2 separate regions of the Oryza sativa genome follow, and region 2 is linked to region 1. The links are chromatin contacts, called in public HiCAR-type maps. All regions are on one chromosome and are shown on one strand. Each heading gives the region's core, a stretch centred on a gene start, on an enhancer-like site or on the middle of the called end of the contact. The rest is flanking DNA. Distances are from core to core; before and after follow the strand shown.

Evidence for each region. HiCAR-type assays count read pairs that join an accessible place to other places.
Region 2: a contact with region 1 is called in a HiCAR-type map of leaf, with 2.8 times the contacts expected there. The contact joins the promoter of LOC4329950 here to the promoter of LOC4329923 in region 1. A contact is called at or near these places in 1 of 15 Hi-C or Micro-C datasets (seedling) and 1 of 4 datasets of contacts at active chromatin or transcription factors (leaf).

Annotation. Positions count from the first base shown.
Region 1 is chr2:24,239,542-24,245,482 of ASM3414082v1, forward strand. It overlaps LOC4329923 (B-box zinc finger protein 25), which reads left to right and starts at 2,260. Exons shown (of 2, transcript XM_015771047.3): 1 at 2,260-2,907; 2 at 3,012-3,499. The coding sequence starts at 2,386. The coding sequence ends at 3,305. LOC9271157 (tRNA (guanine(37)-N1)-methyltransferase) reads right to left here. Exons shown (of 11, transcript XM_015771046.3): 9 at 4,733-4,839; 10 at 4,544-4,618; 11 at 3,688-4,215. The coding sequence ends at 4,132.
Region 2 is chr2:24,469,512-24,475,022 of ASM3414082v1, forward strand. It overlaps LOC4329950 (zinc finger protein CONSTANS-LIKE 3), which reads left to right and starts at 3,018. Exons shown (of 2, transcript XM_015770369.3): 1 at 3,018-3,802; 2 at 3,884-4,503. The coding sequence starts at 3,119. The coding sequence ends at 4,198. It overlaps LOC4329951 (serine/arginine-rich splicing factor RSZ23-like), which reads right to left. Exons shown (of 5, transcript NM_001401903.1): 5 at 5,437-5,511.

The DNA of each region.
Region 1 (5,941 bases), core at 1,010-3,509:
TGAATGATTGGTGCTGTGCTGGGTTCTTTTTTTCCGAAACTAATCCTATTGGCGCTAGCTGGGTGATTGATGCCGTGATGGCCGGGCTGATTTATACTTGAAAAGACGAGGCTTTGCATTGCAATAATCCAAGCCAACTGTACAGTGACACAAGTCTAAACACTGGTCGGATTTTTCACCACGGTCGTCTGCCAAGTTGAGCTGCCTGCCTCACATCACATGCAGAAATTTGCAAAATAGAATGAGTACTGCTATACATCCGACCCTATTATTCAACCCCTATCCGACCCTGTCGTATCTGCAATCAATTTACTTCATATTCCCTCCGTCCCAAAAAAAAGCAAACCGTGGATTCTCGTGCCAATGTTTGACTGTCCGTCTTATATGAATTTTTTTTATAATTAGTATTTTCATTGTTGTTAGATGATAAAACATGATTAATACTTTATGCGTGACTTATTTTTTTAATTTTTTTCATAATTTTTTCAAATAAGACGGACAGTCAAACATTGGACACGGAAACTGGAGTTTGTCTTTTTTTGGGACGGAGGGAGTACGAGCCAGCTACTCTCCATATGGGCTAGAGCAAGGAGCGGGTAAGTACTGGTCGGATGCAAGTCGTACACACCAATCGTATGTAGCAATTTCCAAATAGAATAGGCCAAACGGCGGTGGGCGTAGCTGGAGCCGTACGCTGCTATCTCCAAACTATAATGACCTAAGATTGAATGGAAAATTTTCTAGTACTATGAATCTTGATAGTCTATCTATCCAAGTATCCAAGTTGGTAGTAATAGAAAATGTCTTATCCGATTTTAAGTTCTTATATTTTAGAACGAAAGGACTACAACCGGTTCAACATATTGACGTTGTTAATTAAAGGGATAAGGAGTTGTAAGGGATTATTATTCGATCTCGATCTCTCCCTCCCCGAAGGAACTCGATCATCCACAGCCACAAACGCTGAAACTTACTGAAAGCAACTTGGCGGCCGGCAGGGTTGATGTCTTGATGATGTGATTAGAGGGGCTTTTTGGCAGGAAAAGAGGGGGCTTTTTTCGTGGTCACGAGCGTGCTTTATATCTTAACAAGTTGCTGCTTAGAGAACAGATGCGTGATAGCTAGCCAAGCAATGGTCCACTGGGAATTTGTACTAGTGTACATGTACAGTTGCATGCAGTAATACTACAGCGTTGAGTTGCATACAGTAATACTACAGCGTTGGAGATTAGAAGGATCGTGTCCACAACCTAACAATAGCAACTGTGGTTTGAGGAACAGATCACTAACAGTATCCCATGTCGGCAAAGAATGCAGAATAGCTGACAAACTGATATACTATACGCTTACACAAAAATAACAAGACGAAAAAGAAACAACCTCATAATTTTTTCAGCGGAGGCTTAAAAAAGCCAGAAACTTGATCATTTATCACGACAGGGACACCGCCAATCTGACCGATAATCCTTGCAATAATGACCCAGCACCAACCTAAATCACCCCAGCTTGGTTTATCGCCCCAACTGCAATCCTCCTAAACGTACTTACCACAGAGTCACAGACCAGTCCACCACCAACTACAGTTGCATCATGCACTCGGTTCAAGTTGAAGGAATTTTCCACTACTAGTTCCTCAGTAAGTCATAGCCACCCGAAATAGAAATATCGATCACGTACTAATCTAATCCCTACAGTATGATACTCCCCCTATATTAAAAAAACAATGCAAAAACGTCGATCACAAATTCACAACTAATTTAATCGCTAGAGCGCATTTTACTCCTAGATTAAAGAAACCGATGCAACATGCAAAGTATGCACACCAACACCGAGTACATTGCCAATCTGATTTGATCTGATTTGATTAATTTTGCATGCACGCGAATGGGTGGCCATGCTTAGGCTGCGACCCCTGTGCGCCCTGCACGAGCTACAGCCAGCCATAAGCTTCCATTATTTTTTATCGTGAATCTTACTAATCTACTCCATTCTTCTTGTATCGGCCAGTCGAGTCAGCAGAGATCGAGATCAAAATCTTCGCAGCTGCGCGATCGCGGCAAAAAAAGCCGTTGCGAGTTGCGACTTGCGCAGACTAGTAGTAGTCCACCGCCGCGCGCTCGCGTCCACAAGTTCTTCTCCACCACAAGTTTCGCGCGCTGCTCGCTCGCTTGGTTGGTTGGTTGATTGCTCGCGCCCCGCGCGGTTGCGTGCTCCCTCGCGCCACGGGTTTATATGCGCCACTAGCCGAGCCGCGCTTCTGGATCCCCTTCTTCTGCCGCTCGTTTTCCATTGCCGACGCGCAGCACGCAGCTGCGCAGCCACACCTTTGCGGCTGTCTTATCTTGTTCTTGAGTTGTGTTCTTGGTTGGGGAGGAGGAGGAGGAGATGAAGATCCAGTGCGACGCGTGCGAGAGCGCGGCGGCGGCGGTGGTGTGCTGCGCGGACGAGGCGGCGCTGTGCGCGGCGTGCGACGTGGAGGTGCACGCGGCGAACAAGCTGGCCGGGAAGCACCAGCGGCTGCCGCTGGAGGCGCTCTCGGCGAGGCTCCCGCGCTGCGACGTGTGCCAGGAGAAGGCGGCGTTCATCTTCTGCGTGGAGGACCGCGCGCTCTTCTGCCGCGACTGCGACGAGCCCATCCACGTCCCCGGCACGCTCTCCGGCAACCACCAGCGCTACCTCGCCACCGGCATCCGCGTCGGCTTCGCCTCCGCCTCGCCCTGCGACGGCGGCAGCGACGCCCATGACTCCGACCACCACGCCCCGCCCATGGGCTCCTCCGAGCATCATCACCATCATCAGCAGCCGGCCCCGACCGTCGCCGTCGACACGCCCTCGCCGCAGTTCCTGCCGCAGGGCTGGGCCGTCGACGAGCTCCTCCAGTTCTCCGACTACGAGACCGGCGACAAGGCAAGCACCTACACAAACTGAAACCATCAAACCACCATGCCATGCTTTGGGTTCCCTCTTTCTCAATTCTCATGGCGCAACCACGCCTTGTGATTATACTGCAGCTGCAGAAGGAGTCGTCGCCGCCGCTCGGGTTCCAGGAGCTGGAGTGGTTCGCCGACATCGACCTGTTCCACAACCAGGCGCCCAAGGGCGGCGCCGCCGCCGGCCGGACGACGGCGGAGGTCCCCGAGCTCTTCGCTTCGCAGGCGGCCAACGACGTGGCGTACTACAGGCCGCCGACCAGGACCGCCGCCGCCGCCTTCACCGCGGCCACCGGCTTCCGCCAGAGCAAGAAGGCCCGCGTCGAGCTCCCCGACGACGAGGAGGATTACCTCATCGTCCCTGATCTTGGTTGAATCTTGAAGAGGAGTTCGTTCCAGAGGAGAAGATCCTCCTCCTGTGTTCTTGGGTTTTGCCATGTCCTTGTGTTTTCTGCTTGTATGCTAGCTTTTGTGTTTAACGTTAGTCCTGCTCAACTGTGACATATTTGAGCCACTCTGCTTCCGTCCCATGCCATCAGTGATCAATCTGATATAAGTTTTTCTGAAAATGAGCTCCAGGCTCTGCTCTTATGTTTAATCTTCCGAGATTACCAGTACAGAAAGAGATTACCAGTACAGAAAGAAGACTGAAAGGCAAACACCAGCCTGTATACCGCCTCAAATAAGTTATCAGATTCCATGCTAGATTAACTTATTTTGGAACAGAGGTAATTAGCAAGCACAAGGGAAAATGGGCTGAACATAAATACACTGGCAAACGGCCATGAGATTGATGTAAACAATAGGATTAATCTGGAACTAAAAATACAGAGAACAACGATAAATGGACAGTATAATTTTCCGAACTACTATCCTTTCCCGTTTTACATGAACTCCACCCACACTCTAGAAAAAACTGATAAGGCATTGGAATCCAGAAGCAGCGCAGACATGAAAAGCCCTGCAACCAGATATGCAAACCTACGGCAGCAGATTTCTGAATCGGATAGGGCTCCGAATTGATTTCAACCATGCAAAGCACCTTAAAGTCTACAAAAATATCGCATTGATTCCCCTTCACCATGAGATGCAACTGGGTTCCATCTTGGCAGGAGACATCGGATGATCGCCATTTCTTTTATAGAACCTCCAAAACTGCAGGCAAAACTAATACAACTTCAAGAGTACTGTATAGAAGAGGCTAACAGTCAACTGATTGTATGTGATCTTCAGTTTCATCCTTGAGACATTCGCTAGGTAGCTGAAAACTTAAACAGAACATAGCCTGCAAGAAATATAAAACACAATATATTAGGTGTCACAAGAACTAGCAACAAACATAAAAAAATATCCATTGCTTAGTTACTTTCCCAGATTATGCAGGAAAACTAGAAAAACTATTATTGGTGGCTAACCACAAAGTTCTTAAAGACCATTCACCAAGAGACAGTTTCTGCTAGGAAAATATTATGGGCGGTGGGCCATACATTGTGCTCTCAAACAAATGAAAAAGATTTCTGTATCCTAAGATCAACAAAATAAAGAAATTTGTGCATGTAATCTTGCAGACAATAAACATGAATCTTAGTCTTATTATATGAGACAGAGGATACCTTGTTAGGTGCAACATCACGAACCCTATGGAATATGGGCTCTGCTATCTTCGCATTCAATTTATTTTGTGCTTCCTGAAAGGGGAAATGGGCCATTAAAACAAACTGGAAATGCCTCGCAAAATATATAAGAGCATATAAAAGCGATTTATCTCATGTTGAGAAACAGCCAAAGAGGTATGGACTTACGGATAATATCAATTCTTCAGATTCACTTGAACGGATGAAACAATAACAGTGGATCCAAGGTAATGGTCCGGTCCAGTATTTCTTTTGGACAAGACCACTGAAACAATCTGCACAGCAGATCTACAATTATGGACTAGAACAAAGACTCAAAGAGAAACTGTAACAGTTCAATACTTAGTAACATGAGAATCAAATGCATCAAACAAATACAAGAGTGCAACTACATGTTTGGAACTTACAGACACATGTTATGGCTATGAATGAGCCAGGCCCACGTGGCAAGTTATGCAGAGTTTATAAAAATTAAAACACAAACGAAAGGTACTTTATGTAGAAAAGAGAACTCCCCCATCAGCAGACAAATCTTGAATTGCCAGTGGATTGAAATGAATGATGTATTTTGACACAGAACAATGACCTTGAAGGCGAAAGTGAATGTCATGTTGACAAACAAATACAGGCATGCAAAATTTTGCAATTCAAATTGGTCGTTTGAAAATTTGGAGAAAGAGGTTTCAGATCAGTGGAAGAATGTGGGCCTAAATTGGTGAAATAGCATTCCCCATCATATAACAAATTCAAAACCAACAGAGGGTCTGAGAAGAACATATAGTCATGGTCTCATGGATGAACTAGAGATTGATACTGCACGTACTTAGGCCACAAAATGTCGTATAAATGCCACAAAATTAGCATTCCATGCAGACTGTAGAAATCCTAGGAACAAACTTGGCAACTTGCAATACATGCATCCAAGTATGATACTTATCCACAGTTACTTATTCCATTGAATCTGGAATGGTCTTCACAATTCACAAGAAAAGAAACCTTCCCGCTTCAACAGTATTCCGCCACTGCATGGTTTATGAATGTCTGCTTTCTAAGAAAATTTCACCTCTATTTGTGTGGCTTTTCATAGGATGGTCATTTTTGTTACAAATTTAAAATTCAAAGATAATTATTTGTGCATGACAGATCCCATATGCTTATGCCCTGCTGTCACTTGCCTAGTGCCTACAATTGCCTATCATTGGTTAATCTAAATCATTTTAGTATTGCAGAAATTTATTGCAAACAGATGAAGGATCTGTGGTTAAGTTTTGGACTTCATTGAGCAATCAAAATGTATCTGTGAAGAAGATTCAGTTCTAGTGTTTTTAGCAAAAGAACAAAAAGGACAACACTGCTGTCTTGAGTATAGAAATGTTA
Region 2 (5,511 bases), core at 1,768-4,267, 230 kb after region 1:
CCATCCTCCACTACACAACCATCAACCAACCATCAATTAGGAGTAATTGATGTAGGTTACCAATGGAATAGGAAGAGGAATAGAGCAATTAATTGTCATCAACTAGCCATGAACCATCCTCCACTATACAACCATCAACCATCCATCAAATAGGAGTAATTGATATAAGTTACCAATTCCCTAATCAAATGGATTAATTCTCAAAACTCCTCATCCCATTGATATCCCATAAGAGAATGAATACACATGAATTCCTAGCATAATGAGGCTTGGAATTTATTTGATTTAATTGATTTAAATGGATCAATTACCCAATTAAATCTAACAGTTGAGAAGCAGACTCTTGACTGTTGAGATGCATGCAAGGCTACTCCAAGCCAATTAGGCTGACGCCTAACTTTGCCAGAAGTAAGATGATGCCATACAAAGTGAGGTAGACACCTTATTAACTGTAGTACAGGTTTAACAATGTTTGCCTAGAAATTGAGTACACATGTGATCCGAATGTGTGAATTAACAAAGTGTGACTCTCCACGATCGCAACAACAACCAACCAAATATAAGTAGTAACTAACTAACCCAGTAAACTATGACACGCCTAACATTTGGGTGTGGCAATTTGTGGCCTTCATGTAAACATTCCCTTTAGGATATTTCTTAAGAATGTTGAATAAGATAGTCTATTATAGAACAATAAAATGTAGCCAATTGTCTAACAGCCCATATAAAAGAGCCAAACTTCATTAATATGACCTTTTCGATTATACGGAAAAGACACATGCGGACACCACCAAGTGTGTGCCCCTGGGTGCATGCTTAAGAAACTGACACTTAAATAAAATCCATGAGCCTCACAAAATGTTTATTTTAATCCTAATAAAAGTGTTAAACTTCAATAATACTTGCCGTATTTGTCATTGAGGCTCGTTTGGTAGATTTCCCAGTAATTTTTAGGGAAAAATACTGTAGGAAGACTCCTATAACAAATATATTAACAATTTACAATGTACAGGGCGAGATTACGAGTTTTGTAGCCATTGAATAATATGAGGGGAAAAAACTCTCTTTTCCCCAGTATTTCATTATTGACATGTATTTTGTTGTTTATGCCTTTTAAGTGGCTAGGCTTCCTCCTCACACACACTGGGTTGCTTCAAAAGCTCAACCTCTCACACAAGATGCCATTGACGACCAAATCCTACCGAGGACTTGGTTGCAGTGGATTAGATCATAGTCACTTCAAGTGCCGGAAATGCTGAACTCACCAATTCGTATAGACCCCAAACAAGTAGCGACCCTATATTCCAATACGCACACCAAAGTCTAATTACAAGTTGCACAAGTATAACAGTACTCCATATACACTCTACGCAAGTTGCAGACGGGTTTGTTTGGATTGTTACCAATTTTGCCCAATCAATATTTTGGTAGCGCTAAAATCTTGGTAATTTTTGACACTAACAAATTGATAGTATAGTACTTTTAGCAGCGTGGATATAAATTGGTAGCAAACCAAACATCTATATGTTGGGTTGGTTTGGTTTGTGGCCTAAATAGACCTTATCAAATTTTGTCAATGCCAAATTTTGTTAAGTTTTGGCATGACTAATTTTGGTAAGGCAAAGTTGTGTTTGGATTAAAGCCAAAATAGCCTAAGTTCACTATTGAAATGGCTTATTTTCTTACTCATGCCAATTTGGCTTTAAACCAAATAGACACTAAACACTATTTAAATTACCAAATATTGGTATGGCTAATTTAGGCCTCAAACCAAAACAGCCCGTTACTATTGAAGTTGCCAAAAAAAATTGGTAGGACAAAAATCAACCTCAATCCAAACATGCCTAACATGTCTAGTACTCCTTCTATTTTAAAATAAACGAGTCTAGTAATGTAGCATGTCTCTCTAGATTCATAGCCCTTGAATACATCATATTTCATACTAAGCTTATTTATTTTAGCACCTAAATATATCATATTTTATACTAGTCTGTTTATTTTAGAATGGAAGGGAGACGCAAACACATGTCCACTAGCCTTGGTGTGCGGTGCCAACTGGCCACCAGCAGCAGGCAGCAGCCCAGCTCAGTGCTGCCGCCGCAAGTGTCCAGCGTCCAGCACGCACCAAGCCCTACGTGAAGGATCCAGATCTCGCACGAGATTTGCCGCGTCCCCACTCCCCCCACCCACGGTGGCCTCGGCTTGGCCGTGGCCGCTGACATGGCATCACCTCATCCGCAAAGCGATAAGCCGGGAGCGCACCAGCCAACCGGCGCGCGACACCTGGCGCGAGAGGCGACGGTGACAGTCGGACGGGTGGGCCCCTCCCTCTGTCCCCGTTGTCCCCGTGCGTCGCAGGCGCGCGCGTCGCGACAATGGTGGCGCAACCACCGCTCTCCTTTCTTTTTTTTTTCCTTCTCTTCCCGCAGAGGAAAAGGACGTGCAAGTGTGAACGGCATCTGGCTAGATGTACTACAGTCCTAGAGAGCTCGTGCCCATCGCGATGTACAAAGTCTTTTTCTTTCTTGGCTTTTTTGCGTGCTTCTGTGCTAGTAGTAGCAGGAAAAGCAGAGAGATGGGTTCATGGTGGCCATGTTGCGTAGCAAGTGATTTGATCCGATTCCGTGCCGCCTAAAAACCGTTGGTTAAACTATGGGTCTCATACACATCGCGATCAAAACGAATGCAAGAGCGTAAAGGTATACTCGGATAAGCGCTGAAAATGCAGTAGTACTGGCAGTGCCGTTTTGCAAGCAGCGCGAGATGGCGACCCTCTGCTGCTGCGACGGCGATTTGCCGGCTCGGCCAATGCGGAGCCGTCAGCTCTCCGCTGCTCGGCTAAACACCGGGCAATGTGAGCGAGAGTACGCGCGAGACGCGAGCCGACGGGGGGAGGGAGAGTGACCGCGCGGGTCGGACGGTCGGTCGGACCACACTCGCGCGCGCGTCTCGTGGCCGGGAGTCCCTCCACGTGCCACGGACCCCCTCAAAACCCCCCGCGAATAGTCGAATCCCCCGTGCCCAACGCCCAAAAAACACAGCCAAACTCCGCGAGAAACCGAGCTGCGAGCGAGTGAAACGCACCACGCGCCGAGCGGCAAAGCGAAGCGAAGAAGAAATGGAGGCGGTGGAGGACAAGGCGATGGTGGGAGTGGGAGGAGCGGTGGCGGCGGGGTACTCCTCGTCGTCGTGGGGGTTGGGGACGCGGGCGTGCGACTCGTGCGGCGGGGAGGCGGCGCGGCTCTACTGCCGCGCGGACGGGGCGTTCCTGTGCGCCCGGTGCGACGCGCGGGCGCACGGCGCCGGGTCGCGCCACGCGCGGGTGTGGCTGTGCGAGGTGTGCGAGCACGCGCCCGCCGCCGTCACGTGCCGGGCGGACGCCGCGGCGCTGTGCGCCGCCTGCGACGCCGACATCCACTCGGCGAACCCGCTCGCGCGCAGGCACGAGCGCCTCCCCGTCGCGCCCTTCTTCGGCCCGCTCGCCGACGCGCCGCAGCCCTTCCCCTTCTCCCAGGCCGCCGCGGATGCCGCCGCGGCGCGGGAGGAGGATGCGGATGATGACCGGAGCAACGAGGCCGAGGCGGCGTCGTGGCTTCTCCCCGAGCCCGACGACAATAGCCACGAGGATAGCGCCGCAGCCGCCGACGCGTTCTTCGCCGACACCGGCGCGTACCTCGGCGTCGACCTGGACTTCGCCCGGTCCATGGACGGAATCAAGGCCATCGGGGTACCGGTCGCGCCGCCCGAGCTGGACCTCACCGCCGGCAGCCTTTTCTACCCCGAACACTCCATGGCCCACAGCGTAAGCCTCACTACCACACAGCTAGCTCTCGTCGATGCTCATGGCGCGGCGTTATGACATGGTTTCCTACGCGTTCCGCAGTTGTCGTCGTCGGAGGTCGCGATCGTACCGGACGCGCTGTCGGCGGGCTCGGCGGCGCCGCCCATGGTGGTGGTGGTGGCGAGCAAGGGGAAGGAGAGGGAGGCGCGGCTGATGCGGTACAGGGAGAAGCGCAAGAACCGGCGGTTCGACAAGACCATCCGGTACGCGTCCCGCAAGGCGTACGCCGAGACGCGGCCGCGCATCAAGGGCCGGTTCGCCAAGCGCACCGCCGACGCCGACGACGACGACGAGGCGCCATGCTCGCCGGCGTTCTCCGCCCTCGCCGCGTCGGACGGCGTCGTGCCGTCGTTCTGAGGAAGGACGTACGCACGGTACGGCGAGTCGGCGACGTGCGCCGTCGTAATTTTGGCGCGCCCCGTGCGCGCGTGCATGCGTGCGTGTGTGCGACGCATGGCCCCGTGTGACATGAATAATATGTACAGTAGTTTTTCATCCATGGACGTAGTATTCTATTGTACTCCTTGTACTCCTACTACTCCTCTTCTGCCTAACCAAGGCTTGTACATTACCATGGGAGTAGCTGTTTTTGCAACCGTGACCATGGTTCAGTGCTTCAAGTTCAAGGGCGTTAATGTTACTGTCCATTCTACTTTTGGAAAGGCTAGTACTCCTCCTACTTGCTACTAGAAGCTTGCCGAAAAATGGTAAAGAAAAATGTGCAAGAACGAACTGCAGTACTCATATCTCCATCAACCAGGAGGTTCGAGCATCATACTACTCTATTATACGAGTGTAATCATCAACCAATAACTCCCCTAACCTCACAGTTTTTCTCCTGATTTTGGTTTTTTTTTGGATATCTGACTGTTTTACACGTCTCCTTTTACTGTTCTGTGCACCTCGGCCTAATTTGCATGCTTATGCGTTGCCGGTGCGCCGGTTGATTACGTAATTATTCATGTATTTGGGGTTTGGATGCCGGTCATTGTGACGGTTGTTTCCGGTTGGCTGGTGCGTTGAGTGCCGCGTGCCATGCTGCCATTTTTTGTTTTGATCTAATTGTTTCTTCTGTTATTTCAGATCGGTCTATCCGTTCTGTATTCTGTGTCTTTGTGACTTTTTGTTTAGGTCCTTGGTATTTTTGAAAATTGAATGTGAAGAAGACAAAATTCTGTTTTTGGGTGTGTTTGTGGTTTGTTCTTCTGCTGGGTATGGAGGTGCGATTTTCCCCACCTGCCGTCCTCCCTGCTGGTCACACCAAATGCCTCATGCTCCGCCGCCATCGCGCATCTTCGTGCTCTCCGGTGAGAGCGACATGGGCGGCCGCGGTGGCGTCCACCACCGGCGCTGGGATGGCGTCGTGCCGACCTAGTGGTACATATTCAAAGCACCCTTTACACAGCTTTCCGTTCGTGCTAGTTTCTGTTACGTCTTTTATTTACCTGTGAGGTGAAACCGTGCAACAACTTCCGTATTGGGGGACACGGACATGTACTGAACCACGTAAAAAGGGTTGGAATCATTGAAGCCTTTTCTGTTGCAGATGCCATGGAAGTTTGATGGCTGCAGCCGCGTAGTGCAACCATGTGACCTCGGTACTAGCGTACACCGCTTTGGCACAAAGCCATGTGAAGCGCCGTATCGGTGTGCCCGTGCCGGGTGTGGGG